Linked DNA regions of Mus musculus: regions 1, 2, 3, 4 and 6 are each linked to region 5. The links are chromatin contacts, called in public capture Hi-C and promoter capture Hi-C maps. All regions are on one chromosome and are shown on one strand. The core of a region is the stretch at or near the end of the contact, and the rest is flanking DNA. Distances in the headings are between cores, read along the strand shown. Region 1 holds the start of Ppa1 (pyrophosphatase (inorganic) 1). Region 2 overlaps Cdh23 (cadherin 23 (otocadherin)). Region 3 has its middle 17 kb from the start of Psap. Region 4 holds the start of Psap (prosaposin). Region 5 holds the start of Pcbd1 (pterin 4 alpha carbinolamine dehydratase/dimerization cofactor of hepatocyte nuclear factor 1 alpha (TCF1) 1). Region 6 holds the start of Spock2 (sparc/osteonectin, cwcv and kazal-like domains proteoglycan 2).

The links. Promoter capture Hi-C pulls out the DNA fragments that hold promoters and counts their contacts. Capture Hi-C pulls out chosen DNA fragments and counts their contacts.
Region 1: a capture Hi-C map of embryonic stem cells shows a contact between it and region 5, with 2.9 times the contacts expected there. The contact joins the promoter of Ppa1 here to the promoter of Pcbd1 in region 5. A contact is called at or near these places in 1 of 39 promoter capture datasets (hematopoietic stem and progenitor cells) and 1 of 9 other capture datasets (embryonic stem cells).
Region 2: a contact with region 5 is called in a promoter capture Hi-C map of embryonic stem cells, with 2.6 times the contacts expected there. The contact joins the enhancer-like site here to the promoter of Pcbd1 in region 5. A contact is called at or near these places in 6 of 39 promoter capture datasets (the 3T3-L1 cell line, the C10 cell line, embryonic stem cells and 3 more), 2 of 484 Hi-C or Micro-C datasets (cortical neurons and embryonic stem cells) and 1 of 9 other capture datasets (embryonic stem cells).
Region 3: a promoter capture Hi-C map of liver shows a contact between it and region 5, with 3 times the contacts expected there. The contact joins the enhancer-like site here to the promoter of Pcbd1 in region 5. A contact is called at or near these places in 4 of 39 promoter capture datasets (hippocampal neurons, liver and stem cell-derived epiblast-like cells) and 1 of 115 datasets of contacts at active chromatin or transcription factors (differentiating embryonic stem cells).
Region 4: a contact with region 5 is called in a promoter capture Hi-C map of embryonic stem cells, with 2.9 times the contacts expected there. The contact joins the promoter of Psap here to the promoter of Pcbd1 in region 5. A contact is called at or near these places in 8 of 39 promoter capture datasets (the 3T3-L1 cell line, embryonic stem cells, hippocampal neurons and 3 more) and 6 of 115 datasets of contacts at active chromatin or transcription factors (the NIH/3T3 cell line, astrocytes, embryonic midbrain and 3 more).
Region 6: a promoter capture Hi-C map of pre-B cells shows a contact between it and region 5, with 2.9 times the contacts expected there. The contact joins the promoter of Spock2 here to the promoter of Pcbd1 in region 5. A contact is called at or near these places in 2 of 39 promoter capture datasets (the C10 cell line and pre-B cells).

Annotation. Positions count from the first base shown.
Region 1 is chr10:61,646,913-61,649,874 of GRCm38.p6, forward strand. Ppa1 (pyrophosphatase (inorganic) 1) reads left to right here and starts at 1,709. Exons shown (of 11, transcript NM_026438.4): 1 at 1,709-1,879. The coding sequence starts at 1,816.
Region 2 is chr10:60,534,880-60,537,991 of GRCm38.p6, forward strand. All of the region lies in intron 7 of Cdh23 (cadherin 23 (otocadherin)), which reads right to left. Among named protein-coding and RNA genes, the nearest start is that of Gm17455, 140 kb to the left of the region's middle. Within about 2 kb of position 1,737, at least 26 of the 459 cell types and tissues checked have an H3K27ac peak or open chromatin away from gene starts, as enhancers often do. A contact at or near this core is called in embryonic stem cells, where this site is marked.
Region 3 is chr10:60,258,658-60,261,636 of GRCm38.p6, forward strand. No RefSeq gene overlaps it. Among named protein-coding and RNA genes, the nearest start is that of Psap, 17 kb to the right of the region's middle. Within about 2 kb of position 1,649, at least 89 of the 459 cell types and tissues checked have an H3K27ac peak or open chromatin away from gene starts, as enhancers often do. A contact at or near this core is called in liver, where this site is marked.
Region 4 is chr10:60,275,885-60,278,999 of GRCm38.p6, forward strand. It overlaps Psap (prosaposin), which reads left to right and starts at 1,744. Exons shown (of 15, transcript NM_011179.3): 1 at 1,744-1,898. The coding sequence starts at 1,859.
Region 5 is chr10:61,087,919-61,090,649 of GRCm38.p6, forward strand. Pcbd1 (pterin 4 alpha carbinolamine dehydratase/dimerization cofactor of hepatocyte nuclear factor 1 alpha (TCF1) 1) reads left to right here and starts at 1,413. Exons shown (of 4, transcript NM_025273.4): 1 at 1,413-1,498. The coding sequence starts at 1,496.
Region 6 is chr10:60,104,851-60,107,794 of GRCm38.p6, forward strand. Spock2 (sparc/osteonectin, cwcv and kazal-like domains proteoglycan 2) reads left to right here and starts at 1,407. Exons shown (of 11, transcript NM_052994.2): 1 at 1,407-1,806. The coding sequence starts at 1,618. Gm51801 (a long non-coding RNA gene) reads right to left here. Exons shown (of 3, transcript XR_003949003.1): 3 at 2,510-2,944.

The sequences.
Region 1 (2,962 bases), core at 459-2,958, 560 kb after region 5:
TGAGAATCAGGGTTTTCCCAAGAAAACTGTTTCTGTCTATTCAAAGACCAAAAAGATGACAAAGGGACTCAGTCAGAGCTGCAACCTCTCACATATTCCCAGATCTACTTATTATTATTCACTGTACAGAGATTCCTGCTGCTTTCATGTCTACACTGTACTGCCAACCAGGCTATTACTCTATCTTTCTTTCTGTCTTTTTTTTTTTTTATTGCCTTCATGTTCTGAAACACTGTGGTGTTGTGTTCAAAAGTTAGTGAGTTGCCTTCTGAAAAATTAATGGGTGTCAGCAGAGTGAGCAGCTGGAAGGAGGGACAAGGAGGAACACGGACTAATGTTAGATTTATCGTTACCATTTATTTATTTATTTATTTATTTATTTATTTATTTATTTATTTATTTATTTTTGAGGCGGGAGTCTCATGTAGTCCAGACTGGCCAAGGATGACCTTGAATTCATGATCTTCCTACTTTTGCTTCTCAAGTGCTGCAGCTACAGGTATACACCACCGTGCCAATTTAGAAATTAACTTTCTTAGGCTTCCACTTAATACGTGGTTTATGCATTCCATTTATATATTAGAGATTGTTTTGAAAATAGTTGAAAGGAAACTGTCTTTGAGATAAATAGTTAAGAAATATTTTAGAAAGATATTCTGTCTATCATAATTTAAAATTTGCTTTTTAAAAAAATGTGGATAATTTCCTGGGTTAGATTTGTCTTATTTTTAAGATAGTCTCATACTGTAGCATGGGGTGGCTCAGAACTCACTACGTAGCTCAGGTTGGTCTCAGAAAGTCAGCGTCCTGAGGTCTGGGGCTACAGGTGTGAGACGCTATATGTGGCTTATAATTAGAGTTGTGATACACAAAGACAGACAGACACACACACACAACCTTATAGGACTGTGAAAGTTCCCAACGTCCACAGCACACTCTGAGGGATACAGCCTGGACTTCAATGGGTGGTGCAATAGAACTAGGAAAACAAGCTCCGAGAAGCTACTCCTGAGAAACGTCCTCAAGGGGTTCTGTGCACACTCCTGGGTCTTCCCAGAGCTTCAATTTCAAGTCCCAGTGGATCTGGAGTGGGGAGAGAAATCTGCGGTATCTGGGGAGTTCAGGAGTAATCAGCTTGAGTCTGGTCCAAGCAGAACCCACCCAACAATTCAGATGAGAAACTGAATCAGGGAGATTAGTAAAAGCAAATTTGTCCATTGCCTACCACTTGGGAAAACATTAGTCACAGCCTATAGTTTTCAGAGCCCAGTCAGCCAAACTCTCAACTTTAATGAAGATGGCCCTGGGCCGGGGGTGGGGGGCTGGTAGCACACTCCCAGCTTCTGGGAGGCAGATGAAGATCTATGAGAAACCCAAACAAGAAAAGACAAGACTGCCTGGGGAACAGGTGGCTTATCAAGGCCTTCCGAGATAAGGAACTGCTCTGCAGGACCTGAGAGAGAGAAATCAAAGGTGAGCGACCCGCAAGCCTCAGGAGAGTAACCAGCGTTCTGTCCCAGCGGAGCCGCCAACCCGCAGTCCGCTTCCAGAGGGCAGCCGGCGCCTGCCACGTGGCCCAGGTTGCGAACCGGGGGCGGGGCGTGAGGAGGCGCGTCGCGCAGAGTGCGCCTGCGCGGGTGGGCGGGGCGGGGCAGGGTACAAGGCGAGCCCCACGCATTAAAGGCACGGCGCCGGCGACCGGCGGGCCAGCTCGTGGTACGCAGGCGCGGGCTTTCTCCTCCGTACAGCGGCTCCGGGTCTGGGCTGTGTGGTTGTGTGGCTGTGCAGCGGCGGCGGCGGTGCATCTCCGACACCATGAGCGGCTTCAGCAGCGAGGAGCGCGCCGCGCCCTTCACCCTCGAGTACCGCGTCTTCCTCAGTGAGTGGCGTGAGGCCGAGGGCCGGGTCGCCCATTCATTCCAGAACGAGCGGGCGGGCGGGCGGACGCGTCCCCTTCCCTCTGGCGGGCGGCGGGACCAGCGAGGGCCGCCATCCCAGTGCCCACCGCGAGCGCTCCCTCCACACATTCGAACTTGGGCCACATGGGGAAAGGAAACCACTGAGTCACCCTTAGAAGGTGCCCGGAGGTGATACCGACCGCCTAAGAGGATTGTCCTCAGGATCGCCGGCTGGAGGACAGAGATTTCCTCAAGACCTTAATTCGGTGCCGAACAGGATCGAGTCCTCCCCGGTGTTGTAAGAGATGGGAAACTGAGGCCCAGGTCTTCCCGGCACTAGCCTTATTGTGGTGAGGCTTCTCTGAAGCCCTGATGGCCGGGAGTGCTTCTAGGAAACCGAAAGCTTTGCCTCCCTAGACAGACAGGTGACGTCTAGCTAAGGACCTGGTGGGAGAACAGCCAGGTTCTTAACCCTGGTGCCGGAACCCACTAGTTACCCCCGCATCCAACCCCTGCCCTGCACTCAGAAAGGCGGAGTCGATCGGCCTTCCACGTGTGTCACCTTTTCCTGATAGGTGCTTGCAAGCTACCTGGGTTTCTCCTGGAAGCCCTTAGCTTGTAGGTATATACATACATTCATGGTGCTAACAGAGGTTTGCGATGCTGTTAGCAAAGGCCCTTCCAGTTTGTAACCTCTTTGTGTTTATTTAGAAGGGATGGGCAGCAATCTCAGGACAGGGCAAACAGACATTCCTGAAAGAATGAACAGAGAGTGCCTAGCAGAAACTTCGCCATGGAAATAGTGTTGGCTTCAGGTTTTTCAGTGTCCTTTAAAGTGACCCTTTGGGTCACTGGGAATTGTCTTCAAGCTATATGTGCAGAATAAACACACTGCTTTTAATGTATTTAATGTATTGGTGGTAAGTATTTGATGGTTGTGGGTAGAGAGCAAAGCCACTCCTTGACTTTGGATTAGGCTGAAGTCTATCAAATGGGCTCTCTGGAACTTAAGAAACACTAAATTTAGTACCACTATGTAATTTAACTAGTTCTCGCTCTTTGCA
Region 2 (3,112 bases), core at 487-2,986, 550 kb before region 5:
TTGTCCAGTGTCCCCTTGGCTGCCCAAGCTGCAGGGGATTGCCCTGGAGGGTGACTAGGAAGCTGCCTGTGGGGACCGGTCAAGGGCAAAAGTAGGAGGCGTGTACCTGGGTTTGGGGGGGTGTCTTGGAGGCTCTGAGGGGGGGGGGCACCTCATGCCATCCCCAGGTCTTGACAGCATGTCACCTGCCTCCACCTCCTAGAAGCCTTCCAGGAAGCCTACTGGTCTGGTCGATATGAATATGCAAATATGTCCCCTTCTGATTCAGGGTGGCTGGTTAAGGCCATTTCCTCGGGAGGCTGAGACAGGGTTACCACATTCCTCAAGAAGGCTGCAAACTGACAGTTAATATGCTACTTTCTGTAACTCACCATCCCTGTCCGTACACCTCGGCCAGTTCTCACCCTTCCCTCACGGCCTGTAGTGCCACAGGCCCTGTCTGCCCTGCCTTGGATGGTGTCTGGCACACAGGCTAAGCAGTAAACACCTGTGAGCACAAGGGCACATCTCAGCAGCATTAGGCGCTATATTCTGAATGTCTGCCTGTACCACCCACCCATCCACCCTCATCTCCGCAGCACTGGCTCATCATTGGCTGTGCAGATTTCTCTACACGGTAGAAAGCTCTGGACACGTTGGAGAAAACACGCTCTTTGCGGGGGGGGGGGGCACAGAGAGGGCAGCTGGTCTAAAGCTATACAGCGAGAAGGTGGGTGAGCAAGGCCTTGGGTTCAAGTACTGCTGATTCTAGGCACATGATCCCAACAGTTACATCAAAGGCTTCCCTTCCACACTGGCATTGGCTGTGCTGTGCCAACCAGAGCTTCTAGAGAGCACAGCCACTGAGTTACTAAGGTCCTATGTAAGCTGGTCATTTCTTTATTGGCCACCAAGTATGGGGCTACTGGGATATCCCCCAGAAATCTGCTGATGGGAACAGGAGACAGGCAACAGGAAGCCCCTCTCCTGTTCGCCATTTATGGCTCCCCAGTAGCTCTGGGATAGAACATCCCACGAAGACTGGTCCTCAATTATCCTTCATGCATTTCCTAGATGCTTGGAGTCATTTGTACTGCCCCAACCCAGCAGTTCCTACACACCTCTCTCCCCATCCTAGCTTCTTTCCCTTCAAAGAGAAGCAAGTCTGTTGAGGGCCAGAGTGGATAACTTCCAGCATTCAGGCATGGCCAGAACATCGGTTGGAATCCCAGCCTCACTGTGTGTCTTTGGGTTAGTTACTTAAGCTCTCTGTTCCTTCCTCCTCATTCCATAGGCTAAAGGTAATACTATCTCATTGGGTCAGTGTGAAGAGGGCAGACCTACAGCTTTACTAATATAAACTTTCGAGCCTGTAAGTACCCAGAAGGAAAAAGCTATGGTTGTCCTATCAGATCTCTTCTTGTACTGTACAGGCAGGGCCACCTAAGGGCAGGACAGGGAGGTCTCAAGAGACACAGTAAGTGTTACTGGCACCATGCTGGGCACTTCCTGTCTGCCCCACCTCCCCTCACCGTCCCACCTCCCCACATAGCCCCGCCCCCCCCCCCCCCCCTCATTCCCCATCTCACCCTGGTTTAGGCTGCTCTGCCTCCATACCTTAGGATAGATAGCCTGCTCTGCCTAGCCTGTTTGCGCCAGACCTCAACTGACTTGTTTAGGGCGTTCTGATTACCAACCAGGAGTGTGAGAGGGACTGGCAGGAGCTCAGAGGGAAGAAAGCCTGAATACTAGGCTCCACCCCTCCAGCGCCCACCCTGTAGCCCCGCCCACCGGGCGGGGCTCTGAAACCGTGCTTCCTTCTCTTCCCGTGGAGCCTTTGCGGAAGGCAGTGTATCCCTTCTTGGCCTGCCCCCGGATCCTTCAACAGCCCTTATCTTCTTCCACCCATTAGATTTTCCGTGTGTGTCTGTCAAAGATCCTTGCTCCACAGCCTGGGGTGCTACTTACTGGGAGGCGGAAGAGCACTTTCCCTTCCTCCCATCCCCTCCCCGTCTTCCTGGTTCTTGACCACCACGAACTGAGTACGAGTTCAAAGCCCATGATTCCCTCCATGATGTCCTAAGTCACCACAGGCCGAGCAGCTATGAGCAGAACCCTCTTAGGCTGTGAACCCAAATAAACCTTCCCTTCCTTTAAGTCAATTTCTTTCTTCACTCTCTTCACATGCACATGCCTACCTATGTGGCCACATTTGGATGTGATTGTGTGCGATTGTGTGCACCTGAGTCCTGGTGTGTACGCATGTGTGCGCGCGCGCATGGAAGGGCAGAGGCTGGAACTAGTGCTTCCTCAATCCCTTTCTATTCTTTAAGACCGGATCCCTCAGTGAACCTGGAGTTGATACTTTCAGGTAGATTGGCTACGATCCTCCTGCCTCTGCCTCCCCCGCCCCAGGGTTATAGTCACATGAGGCCACATCTATTTTTTTTTTTTAAGCTTTACGTTGTTGCTGATGGGGAGAAAACTCAGGTCCTCATGTATATGTAGGGAGCCATTCATTTCTCCAGCCTTCTTTTTTTTAAAAAAAATTATTTATTATATTTATTCTGCCTGCATGCCAGAAGAGGACATCAGATCCCAGTATAGATGGTTATGAGCCACCATATGGTTGCTGGGAATCAAACTCAGGACCTCTGGAAGAAGATCCTCTTAACCTCTGAGGCATCTCTCCAGCCCTCTTATTCTGTCTCTCCAGCCTTTCACAGTCCTGGACATGGACTAATACAATACCCTCTTGAAAGTGGGCACTTCACTGACACACTTTTATTGGGGCTACCTAAGAAGATCTCTTCTGGTGGAGCCCTGATGATCACAGTCACCTGCAAATCTACAGCTACAAGACAGAGCTCCCCTGGTGCAGGACCCAATGAAGCCAGACTTCCCCCACGATGTCCCCTCAGCCTCCCCAGTCCCCTCTGAAGCACACAAGTGTCCAGACACATTTCAGAGACGCCAGCCTCATACAGCACACAGCTCAGCAATACGGCCCCACTGGTCGCCAGCTCCTGAGGCCTTACCTCAGATAGATGGCCTTTCACCTGTCCTTGCCTCCTGGTCTAGGACAAAGGCTCTCAGGCTCTCTGAACATCAGATCTGGGGAGTGGAGAGTGAA
Region 3 (2,979 bases), core at 399-2,898, 830 kb before region 5:
TAATGAGATGTGAAGCCCTCTTCTGAGGTGTCTGAAGACAGCTACAGTGTACTTACATAGAATAAACAAGTAAATCTTTGGGCCGGAGCGAGCAGGACTGGGGAAAGAGAAGAAAAAAAAAAAAAAAAGAAAGAAAGAAAAAGAAAGCTGTCCTTATAAGAGTTGCCTTGGTCATGGTATCTGCTCACAACAGTAAAACTCTAACTAAGACAACATATAATAATACATATTATTACGTAATTATATATTATAATATATTATTATATATCATATAATTAAATAATTATGAATTATTATATAATACATATCATTATATTATATAACATTTTATATATAATATATCAATATTATATTACATATAATATAAAGGATTATAAATAATTTAAATTAAAAATTTGCCTTATGTGTATGAGTGGTTTTCATGCATGTATGCCTGTGTATTATGTGTATGTTTGGTGCCCACAGAGGCCAGAGGAGGGCATCAGATCTCTTAGAACTGAGTTACAGACAACTGTGGCCTACCATGTGGGTACTGAGACTTGAACCTAAGTTCTTTGGAAGAGCAGCCAGGGCTCTTAACTAGCCATTGAGCCATCCCTCCTGCCTGCGGACAAAAAGAACAGATTCCAGCATATGCCTGTCTGGCATTTTGAATGAAGATGGCCCCCACAGACTCATAAGGAATGGCGTTTTTGGAAGGGTGGCCTTGTTGGAGAAAGTGTGTCACTTAGGGGTGGGCTTTGGGTTTCAGGTTTGACAAACAAATCTTTTTTAATATTTCAAATGTGTGCATCCCTGAAAATACTGTCACGTATGAGCATTGCCTGACCAAATGTGTGTATTTCTCATCTGTTCTCTGAAAGATCAGGGTTCTGATGGCCCTTTGGTTGCAAGCAGGAGGTTTTTCACAGGGGCATCCATCCACTGCAGAGCCAGGTGGGCGAGGTGTCTCTCCTGTGTGCAGCAAGAGGACACAGGCAGAGGGAGATGGGACATGTGAAGTTTCTGTGCATTCCGGGGTATCACCTTCATCTTAGTCCCACAATCCCAGGCCAGGGAGGAGGCCAGGAGGTCACGTGCTCATTGTTTTGAGAGAGAGACAGATGATGGCTGTCTCTAGGGGAGGTCATGAAGTGGAGACATGAATATCTATCTGCCTTCTCCCTGTTTTCTGCAGCCTGGTACACTTCTTGAGAAAAGGGACTGCCCCCAGCCGGGTGTCAAAACGAAGGCTCAGGAACTGTTGCAAGGTCCAACACTACCAGTAAGCATTGAATGACTCTCACCAGCCACCTCACCTCTCTGGCGTTCCTTAGTCCAGTAAGATAAAGCTAGCCTAGCCTCACTTAGCTCTTACAGGGCTGTGATGGTGTGAGGAGGGCTTAGAAAGGGGTCAAGTGGTTGCCAAAGAGAATCACAGCTAGCCTCTGCCTGTGCCCTGCTCTTGTCTGCCTCTGTCCCTGCTCCTGCCTCTGCCTCTGCCTCTGCCCCTACCCCTGCCCCTGCCCCTGCCTCTGCCCTTGCCGTAGCCTATGTCTCCCTGTCTCAGAATCCCAGATGCACAGAGGACTGAGAAGGCTCCTTGGAGGTGGCTCTTGGTTGATTAGCATGGTGCTGCCCTTGGCGCTGTTTGAGCTTCCCACAGCCCACTTGTGAACGTTTCCTTATTTGGTAATGGTGCTGAGCTAGACGCCAAGTGGCTCAATATACAGGGCAAAAGAAACCCTTCTCACTCACATGAGACACCTCTGTCCTCAGTTTCCTTATGGGGCTATGGATAATTCCAGGCCAACATCTCAAGGTCTCATGGGGAAGACACAGACCCACTATGTATCTGGAACCTTATCATGTGCAGGGCATGCATAGGGTAGGAAACCTTTTTAGCAAGCCTCCGATCTGTGTGCCATTTCTGTATGTGGGGGATAGGCATATAGAGTAAAGGGGGTCACCTACGTCGTCCACTGCATGCTGGGGGGCAGGGCACTGAACTTAAACCCTGGTCCTAGTGGCTGTTGGAGTTGCCCATGCCCATGTATAGAAGGGCAATGGTCCGGGACAGTCTTACCCTGGTAGTTTTGGTTCCTCTTTCCTGGGTCACACTGGCCCTGTGCTCTTCTCCCATGCCCACCCCCAGAGCAACAGTTTCACAAGGCTGTGACTTGGCTCTTACATACCAAGGGTGAGGCCACAGCTTCTCTGTGTTCACTCACCCACCAAGATGATGCCCAGGGCTATTAGTGGGTGTGGTGAAGGAGTCCCTAGTCCCTCTCAAAAGCATTCTGGGGAAAAAGGTGAGTTTCAGGGACCCACTCTCAGGCTGGACATGTGGCTCAGTTGGTAGAGTGGTTGCCTCGTATGCATGAAGCCATAGTTTCACCCTCAGCATGGTAAAAATGAGGTCTGATAGCACATGCCTGTGACCCCAGCATTTCATGTGACTGTAGCATTTCATCATGTGACCCCAGAATGCCTTGTGACCCCAGCATTCCTTGTGACCCCGGCATTTCATGTGACCCCAGAATTTCATGTGACCCTAGCATTTGAGAAATAGAGACAAGAGGATTAAGAATGCAAGGTTACATTCTGAGTTTGAGGCCAGCCTGGGCTAGAAGAGACCCTGTCTAGGGAAAAAAGAAGGAAGGGAGGACGGGGAGAGGGAGGGCTAGCCTCCCCTTCTCACACCAGGTGCCCCCTGCACACACCTGGTCTCCTAAGGCCACAGAAGGCAAGATGCGTGTCGGGGCACTTGAGAGAGAGAGAGAGAGAGAGAGAGAGAGAGAGAGAGAGAGAGAGAGAGAGAGAGAGAGAGAGAGAGCTATCAGGTGAGCAGTCTTTCTCCACCCCCACCCCTCCAGGAGCCCCCACCTGCCTTCCAAAATTAAGCCTTTTCTAGAAACACACGTTGCTCCCTGTCCAGGGCAAAGGTGGCGCAGGAGAGCTCCTGCCCAGCCAATCGTCCTAGCCCCGGCTCTGAGAACA
Region 4 (3,115 bases), core at 494-2,993, 810 kb before region 5:
CCAGAACCAATTTTTGAAATGTTATTTTACTGTTTTTTTTTTTTTTTTTTTGAGACAGAGTCTTACTATGTGGCTTAGGGGCCCTAGAGATCCTCCTGCCTCTGCCTCCCCCATGCTAGGACTAGAAGCGTGGGCATGCATGCTTGTCTTTATCTTCCATCCGTCACGAGTCTATTACACAGCATCTGTTCTTTCTCCAAGCAACACAAGTTGCCTAAAATACATTTTTATTGTTTTTTTTTTCCTCTTTTTTTTCTGCTTACACACTCAGACTTCCATTCTCCCTGCCTTCTCACCAACACTGATTCAGAGACCTCTGAGTCTATCTTGCAGTCTGCAGTTCCCAAGATCACAAATAAAGGCGTCTCTCGTTTGCCGTTTTCTGAGTTTGTATTGATTGACAACTGCAGAATGGCAGCCTGTGAATTTGAATCCTGAGTGTAAAGATGTAGGCAAATCTGTAACCTGTTTGTGCTTGAGTCTCATCTGTTAGCACGGCACGAATCACAATAAATGGGGGCTGGAGATGCCACTCAGTTGGTAGAGTCATTGCCCGACATGAGTTGAAGGCCTGGGTTTGGTTCCTAGAACCAAACAGAACATGTATGGTAGCACAGGCAGGCAGATCAGGATTTGGAAGTGACTGAAGTTCGAGGACTGCCTGAGATACACGAATCCTCAGCTGCACAGCCAGTTGTCAGCCTCTTTGGGCTACAGGAAACCCTGTCTTAAAAAACTAACCACTAGCCGGGCGTGGTGGCCCACGCCTTTAATCCCAGCAGGCAGACAGATTTCTGAGTTCGAGGCCAGCCTAGTCTACAAAGTGAGTTCCAGGACAGCCAGGGCTATACAGAGAAACCCTGTCTCGAAAAACCAAAACAAACAAACAAACAAACGAACAAAAAAACTAACCAAAAAAACTAATCACCGCCAGGCGTGGTGGCACACACCTTTAATCCCAGCAGCACTCGGGAGGCAGAATCAGGCAGATTTCTGAGTTCGAGACCAGCCTGGTCTACAAAGTGAGTTCCAGGACAGCCAGGGCTACACAGAGAAACCCTGTCTCGAAAAACCAAAAACCAAACCAAACCAAACCAACCAACCAACCAAACAAAAAACCCCTAACTACCACTGTACAAGGGTCAGGCAGAAGAATTACATGTTCAGAGACTTTCTGGGGAATTTGGTGACACCCTCTTTCAAAAATAAAGTAAGGAGTGAGCTGGGAGGGTGGGGGGAATGGTGGTGTGCAGCTTGGAGGTACAACACTTGATATCAAGTATAATGCCTTGGGTTCAATACCGGCGACTGCAAACAAAAATCCCTGCTCCCGCCCCCCAACCCCCAACCATTCTCCAAGGGGTTGAGGCAGAAGGTTGAGAGTTCCAGGTCTGCTGCGACACTGAATTGTCGACCAGCAAGGCCATAGTGACTCGGCATCTCAAAAACAAATAGTAATACTTAAAAGATGCTGGGGCTCAGGGGTGGGGTGGGGTGGGGGAGCACAAGATGCAGTTCAGGGCTTGGTACCAGCCCTGGGCTGGATTCCTCACATTGCAAAGGTAAAGAGAGGCGTTAGATACCGTTCGGCGCCTGACCTTGATTTAATCACCAGATATGGTTTTCTTTTATTACCACCACCCGCGCCTTCCCGCCACCTTCCCTGGGCGTTTTCAGCCTGCTCCTCTTCGCACCCTCCCTCCCCGCAGGCGCGCTGCGCGACGCTGAGTCAAGCTGCGCCCAGTTTGGGCGGGGCCCGCGCCTGCGCACTGGCGTCTGCGGCGAGGTTGGGGGGTAGATTTATATTCGTCTGGTCAGCTGACGTTCTGCATTGCAGCCTGCGAAGTGAAGCGGCGCCATGTACGCCCTCGCCCTCTTCGCCAGCCTTCTGGCCACCGGTGAGCTTAGAAGGGTCCCCTGGTCTGGTAGAGAAGAACGCTATAGCGTCCCCTGGGTCCCGGGAACCGGGCAGTCCTGCGGTACCGGCCTCGCCCTCCGCTCGCTTCCCGGGGCGCGCTTAGGCAGGCCTCGCTGTGCGCAGGCGCAGATCGGGGCTGGTGGCGGAGGGGGACCTGTTCCAGATTCTCTGCACTGGGGGACCACTGGGAGGTGGGAGAGACGTCTTGTCCTGTGTGTGCAGGCCTTGTGCAAGGCCTTGCGGGTGACTGCGGTTCTCCCTGGGATGGAGGTTGGGAGAGGTCACTCGATGACCTCTTCCGTCGCTGTGTTGACTCTATCCTGGTGTAGGTGATAGACATGGCCTTGAAGCCCCATCCTGCAGGTCAGGTCGGCCCGTGACCTCTGTCCCAGACTGCACTCGTATGGGAGTTGCAGGAAGCGTCTTTGTGTCTGCCCCGGGCCGGGGGGTGATTTTTTTGGCTTCTGTGTGAACTCAGGAGCGTAGTAGGTCTTGGAGGGAATTGTGTAGTCCCGATTGCATTGGAACTCTTAATTTTTTTGTTTGATCTGGCAAAGCCATTGGCCAGCCTTTATTTTATAGCAAGTGTTTCTAAAATGATTTTTCTTAAAAGCACTGCAGGTTGGCAAGGCAGCGCCAGGGGACTCACACTTGGAAGGCATAGGTAGGAGGATTTTGAATTTGAGGTCAGCCTGTGCTACACAGAAAGCTCAAGGCTAGTCTGGACTGTGTATGAGATTTTTTTTTTTTTTTTTTTTGTGCAAGAAAAATGAAAAGAAACGCACTTGGTCCTGCTTGCTCTGTGTCATACATAACTCGTGAGTTCTGATTCACCCACACCACCAAAACCAGACTTCTTTTTCTCTCTCTCTGTAGTATGGGCCATTGAACTTGGATCGTAACACACGGTAAACGAACATCCTCTACTGAGTCACACTATACCCCTTACCTGTTTCCTTGGAAAAATTATTTCTAATACACATGTAGTTCATTTGACTGCCAGTCTAGTTAACTGGGTTCCTTCTTCCTTCTTAGGTAGATGGGAGGACCCTGATGGCCTTGGTCTAAAACTCCAGGCTCTGTGCCTCACGTCAAGGTCATACTGAAGAATGGTAGCTTGTCTTGACTGTCCACCATTGAGTTGTTGGTTGTCTATGATGACTGCAAACCACGTGTGCTCCCTGAGGCTCTTAGGAC
Region 5 (2,731 bases), core at 163-2,662:
AGAATCAACTAATGGTACATAGAACATGAATGGACTTCAAAGGTAAGTATAAACTAAATGGTTTCAATGCATGGGGCCATGGGGATGTCTAGAAAATGCAACCTGCTTGCCAGCAATTGAAGAGCATTGGCTTAGGGGGAGCCCTGGAAGAGAGAGGCTATCTGGTGGCACAGGGAGAGGTGTTCCTAATCCTGCTGATGGATTCCTAAGAGAAGCACATGTCCCTCCATGTCACTGAAGTTATTAGGGTCAGAGCCTGGACCCTGGCAGTCCTAACAAGCAGGGCTCACCCACTACTCTCTATATGCCAACGAAAGAGACAAGTCACAGCAGAGGTGCTGTGGAGAGGGCTCAGAGCGCTTACTGCTCTCGCAGAGAATCTGAATTTGGCTCCAGTACCCATATGAGGCAGCTCACAACAACACCTAAGTGCAATTCCAGGGGATGCAATGTTCCCTTTTGGCCTCCATGGCATCTACATGCATACAGCACACAGTACACATAAATCCATGCACCCACACAAATGCGCACGCGCACACACACACACACACACACACACACACACACACACAAATAAATCTTAAAAATTAAAACAGTGATTAAAACAGCAAGCAAGGTGATTTACTCAATACAGCTTTACTGGGAAGAGAAATGAAGGGGTCCATGAGCCTCCAAGTCTGTCCACTGGGACCTAATCTACGGCTCAAGGTTAAACAGCGGGCAAGAGGAATACCTTACTAAACAAGGTGGCCTGGCAAATTGCCAGAATGGTGTGAAATCTTTCCAGTAGACAAGTTTCTTCTCTGGCTGGCACCAGACCTTAGTTTTTCCTTTTCATACCATGCCTTTCCTGGAAGAAATTCTGATTTCTTGGGTTCCATTGTTTCAATAGCCTGATAGCCCAAAGGAGGGATACGTTGAGTCCCTTTAGAATATCTTCTATTGGGCTGGAGAGATGGCTCAGTGGTTAAGAGCACTGGCTGCTCTTCCAGTGGTCTTGAGTTCAATTCCCAGTAACTACATGGTGGTTCACAACCATCTGTAATAGGATCTGATGCCCTCTTTTGGTGTGTCTGAAGACAGCTACAGTGTACTTATATATAATAAATAAATCTTTTTTAAAAAAGTCTTCTGTTCTGTTAAGATGGTTAAAACTGTGCACTTTATATATGTGCAGTCCAGTGTATGTGACATTTATCTGGGTGGCTTTTGTTGTCGTTGTTACTGTAACAATAGGTCAGGCAGTCTGGTGCCCAGAGTCCTCTGGCAGAGAGGGAGCAGAGGTACTGAGATGTCAAAGCTTTTGCCCTGGAGCCCATCACGCAGCCATGCTCACAGAGCACAGGGCATGGAAAGCATTGCAAGGGCGTGGAGCAAGGAGGACCCATGTTAATTATTACCCGCGGCCACCGGATCTCTGCCCCGCCCCCGCGGTGGCCTGCTGCTTGCCCGCTGCTCTCTCCCTCGCTGCCGCCACCTGCTTCCCGCACTGGACATGGTAAGCGCAGGAAGTCTGGTGGACCCTGAGAGGAGACCAGGAAGTGGGGGGCGGGGGGTGGTGTGGAGAGACGACTAGGGCTCCGATGCTGGGGGCGCGGGCCACGCTGAGCCTCCTGCAGCGCCATCCAGCCGGGCTAGAGTCGCCTGGCCTCCCTTGGGGGCGGTGGCGGTGGGCCTGGAAACCTAGCCTGTCCCAACTCCCAGGCCTAGTCTGCTGGCGGGGTGTGGCAGCAAGGCAAGTCTCCGTGGCGCTGCCTGGCCCTACAGGCTTGCCAGATTGGGGTGGGGGTGGGGGTGGTGTTCAGTTCTCTCTGCACCCAGTGCTGTCCCTGGCCTTAAGCCCCGCCCTAACACCTAGATAGGGTGCTGTGTCCCACCTTGGCGTGGTGGTGGGTCAGGATCTTAGGTAGGTCCCTAGGAAAGGAGCCCCTAGACCTCCCTGCAACCCTTACCAAATAGCGTGGTTCGGGTTCTCTGTACTCGATCAGGGATAGGAGGGTGTTTTGGCAGCTGAGGCCTGGGAAGAGTCATTGGGCCCAAAGACACCACAGGCTTGGATAATCAGTAATCGCTCAGCCCACACTAACAAGCTGACAGAGCTTCCCTAAGCAAATAAGGCCCTTACCCCTCTGACCTGAGTTCAGAGCATTGTCAGCCTGAAAGTTGGTTCTGGAAAATTCTAAAGAGTGGAGCCCTGTTGATACCTGGCTGCCTGGTTACAAGTGTCCCGCTTATCACCCACTGAAGGGTCAATGCTGGAAGTCCCCCACCCCCTTCATTAACCACAGAGCAGATCTCTGCACTGAGCTGGAGCCCCTTGTTTCTGAGAGCACACACACACTGGTGTTGGTTCTGTAGGCCCCACTGCTGGCCTGAGAACTGTCACAGATGTTCTTGTTCTAGGAAGTGTTGGTTTTTTGTTTTTTTTTTTTTTTTTAATGAAGCTGACTTTCACTTGATAACCTTGCTACTGAAGTATTTCCACTGGCATCTCTTGGTCTAAGGAGTGGGTCTCATCCCTTCACTCATGAAGCCAAAGGGCCATTTCGATACCCACCCCAGGGTATGGAAACGATGGGTGGCTTGCAGGACACAGTTCACCTTCCTCCTGCTCCCCAAGCCAAATTTGAGTCCTTGTCAGTTGAACACTGTATCCCTGGGTGATTCTCTTTCACAATCCTAGCTTGTTAGACTCAGGGCCCCACGTTCCTCTAGAGGACAGAACAGACAC
Region 6 (2,944 bases), core at 157-2,656, 980 kb before region 5:
TATGTGTGGCGTTAGAATGACACTCTATATGGAAGTTGGGATCCTCAGTCCCCTCCAGTCCGTATGAGAAGGACTCCACTGTGAAGCTCCCTGGTACCGCCTGGAGGGCTCTGCATCCATTGTGAGATGCAGATGTCAGTATCTGGAGCTTGCAGCAGCACCACAGGAAGGGAAACTATTGTTTTGTGTTTTCCCAGGGGTCCCCACCCAGCCCAGGCTACTGAGGCACCCAACACTCAGGAGGCATGCCAGGCCCTGGATGACTGTAACCCTCACAACCTGTGTTTTTTCCTATTGATTAAGATCATGTTCTTTCATTGCCTTTAATTTTTATTTTATTTTATTTTATTTTATTTTAACATCACAGCAGCCAAGTCTTTTATAAAAACACAATCTAGGGCTTGGGGCCCAAAAGTTTAATATGGTTTGCCCTTTTCGTAGTCTTCATTTTATTTGTAATGTAAATTTCAGTTCTGTTCTGATCCTGGGTCTGTGCCCAGCTGCCAGCCTTCCCAGCTGGTAAGGCAGCACAGGTCTATAGGCAATGACAAGGGTCACAGTTTTAACAAGAACCTAACAGCCTCCAACAGAACCCGCCTCCTCCCGCCTTGTCTCCTTCCCCAGTGCATCATCAAACTCAACATGAAGTCAAAGTCACAAGCAAATGGCTGGGCCCATTTAGATTTGCAGACTCAAGGCAGATGAGATGGCTAGACACGCATGTGTCTTTTAGGGTTGCCCTAGGAAAAGCTAACAAAAGGGTGACAGCCCCTAAACATCTGCTTGCGGAAGAGGAGGACATCTGCCCATGTTTCACCAGCCATTCAGGGTTGGGGCCATGCGTTGAAAAGAGCGGCGGGCCAGGGGGAGCAATAGTTCAGAGGCAGCCAGTTGTTAGACCGCCTTTGTCTTAAGGAAGCCACCCATTACCGAAGCGCCATAACTCGCGGGGAGCCAGCTGTCAGAGCGGTGGCACAGGCCACTCGGGGGTGTGGGGTGTGGGGTGGGAGGAGGCCAAGGGAGAAGAAACTGTCTGTGGCCAGATTCCCTTTTAGACACCTGAGCCCAGCTGACTTGGTAACCCGAGAGTTTTCATCCTCTTTCCAGCCCTATGAAAGACCCCGGAGCCCTTCTTTGCTGTCCACCCTTAGATAGACAGCAGGGACATCTCAGGGTTCTGCTTCCCTGGCTTGCAACTCCTTGAGAGCTGGACTGACTTGCGCAGCCCTGCGCTGCGGCTTGGCTGGCTTGGCTGCTCTGATCCAGCGCTCTGCTTTGAAATCTACCCCCTCCTTTTTTTTTTTTTTTTTTTTTTTTTTTAACCAGGTATGATGATGTCAAACGTGATGCTGATGCTACAGTTACAGACACAGCCCCCGCTGGCGCAGCCTCTCTGAATCTCTCTCCCTCTCCGCGTCCAGCGCTGGGCTTTTTCAGACAAGTGCATCTGCTAACCAGGTCACATTTCAGCCACGACCCACCCTCCGTCAGTCACTGGAGTCAGACAGCAGGAGGAGGGCTGAGGAGGACCGCAGCGCTTCGCCAGTGGCGCGGTGGAGGGAAGGACATCAAATCCTGCTGAAGTCCAGACCCCCCCAGGTCCAAGCCCAGACCACGATGCGCGCTCCAGGCTCCGGGCGGCTGGCTCTGCCGCTGCTGCTCCTCGCCGTGGTCGCCTTGGCTGAAGGCGACGCCAAGGGGCTCAAGGAGGGCGAGACCCCCGGCAATTTCATGGAGGACGAGCAATGGCTGTCGTCCATCTCGCAGTACAGCGGCAAGATTAAGCACTGGAACCGCTTCCGAGACGTGAGCGGCGGGGCGCGGAGGGCCGGGCCGGGCGCGGGTTGTGGGTGGGGAGGCCGGGAGCAGAGACCCCGCGCGCTGGGAGCCACCGCCGCGTGTCGGAGCCGGAGCCTCTCGGGCCTGCCAGGCTAACTACGCCAAGTGTAAACAACACCGAGAGTCCCAGCCCCGAGCCCCTCCGGTGTTCCCGTGGCCACCAGCTTTGGGACCTTCAGTTCCCGCAGCCTCCCGGAGTGTCCTAGACGAGAACATGCTCTAGGGGCGCACGCTCGCGACGGGGTCTGCCTTGTGGCGTGGCGCGGAGCAGGGGTGCGGGATGTGGGGACCCGGGCCCTGGCTGCTGCTGGGCCCCGCCTGTCCCCCCACCCCCACCTCCTTGCCATCGGTCCCCGGGCTAGGCCCCTGCCGGGTGAATGCTGCAGACTGCACACACTGCTCTTGGCAGAGGGAGCGGATCTGGGTGGGGCCGGCAGGAAAGGTAGCGGCCGCAAGGGTGTCCTCCGACCCCTCCTTGGGCTTCGGAAGAAGGGGACAGAAGGCTCAAGGACTGAGCGGTGGCCAGGGCGTTGAGTTTGGGGAAGGGTTCCCCCAACCTCCAAGAGATGGTGGAAGGCGTGTCCATAATGGGGCGCGCGGGGGGGGGGGTGCACAGTGAAAATGCCCGAGGCGCTCTCCTCTCTCTCTCTCAGGGTGGTCGCCAGAGCCAGGCCAGGTAGGCTGGTTTTCCTGGACCAAGCTCGGCGGTGAAGCAAGGGGACCCCATCCTTGGTCCGGTGGGCATGAGAAGCAGAAGCGAGAGCCCCCAGGAGCTGGTTTGGGGTCCCTGGCAGAAGCCCGCCGCAAGCCGACTTAACCTTGGGCAAAGCTTTGCGGGTGGGGGCGGGGAGGAGGCTGCGGACCGGCCGGCGCCGCAGCTCTGTTTACCCGCACCTGTAGATCAGGGAGGGAATAGGAGGCGCGTTCCCTCCCGCAGGGCAGCCACGGCCGCCTCGCAGATGGTGGCGTGGGCAGGGGTGAGGAAGGGAGGGCGTGGCTGCGCCCTGGGCACCTCAGCGATGGGGTGGGGGTGAGGCCCTGAAATGTAGAGCGCCCCTCGATCTGGCGCTAGCTGACGCCCTGACCTCGCTCGGAAAGCCTCCTC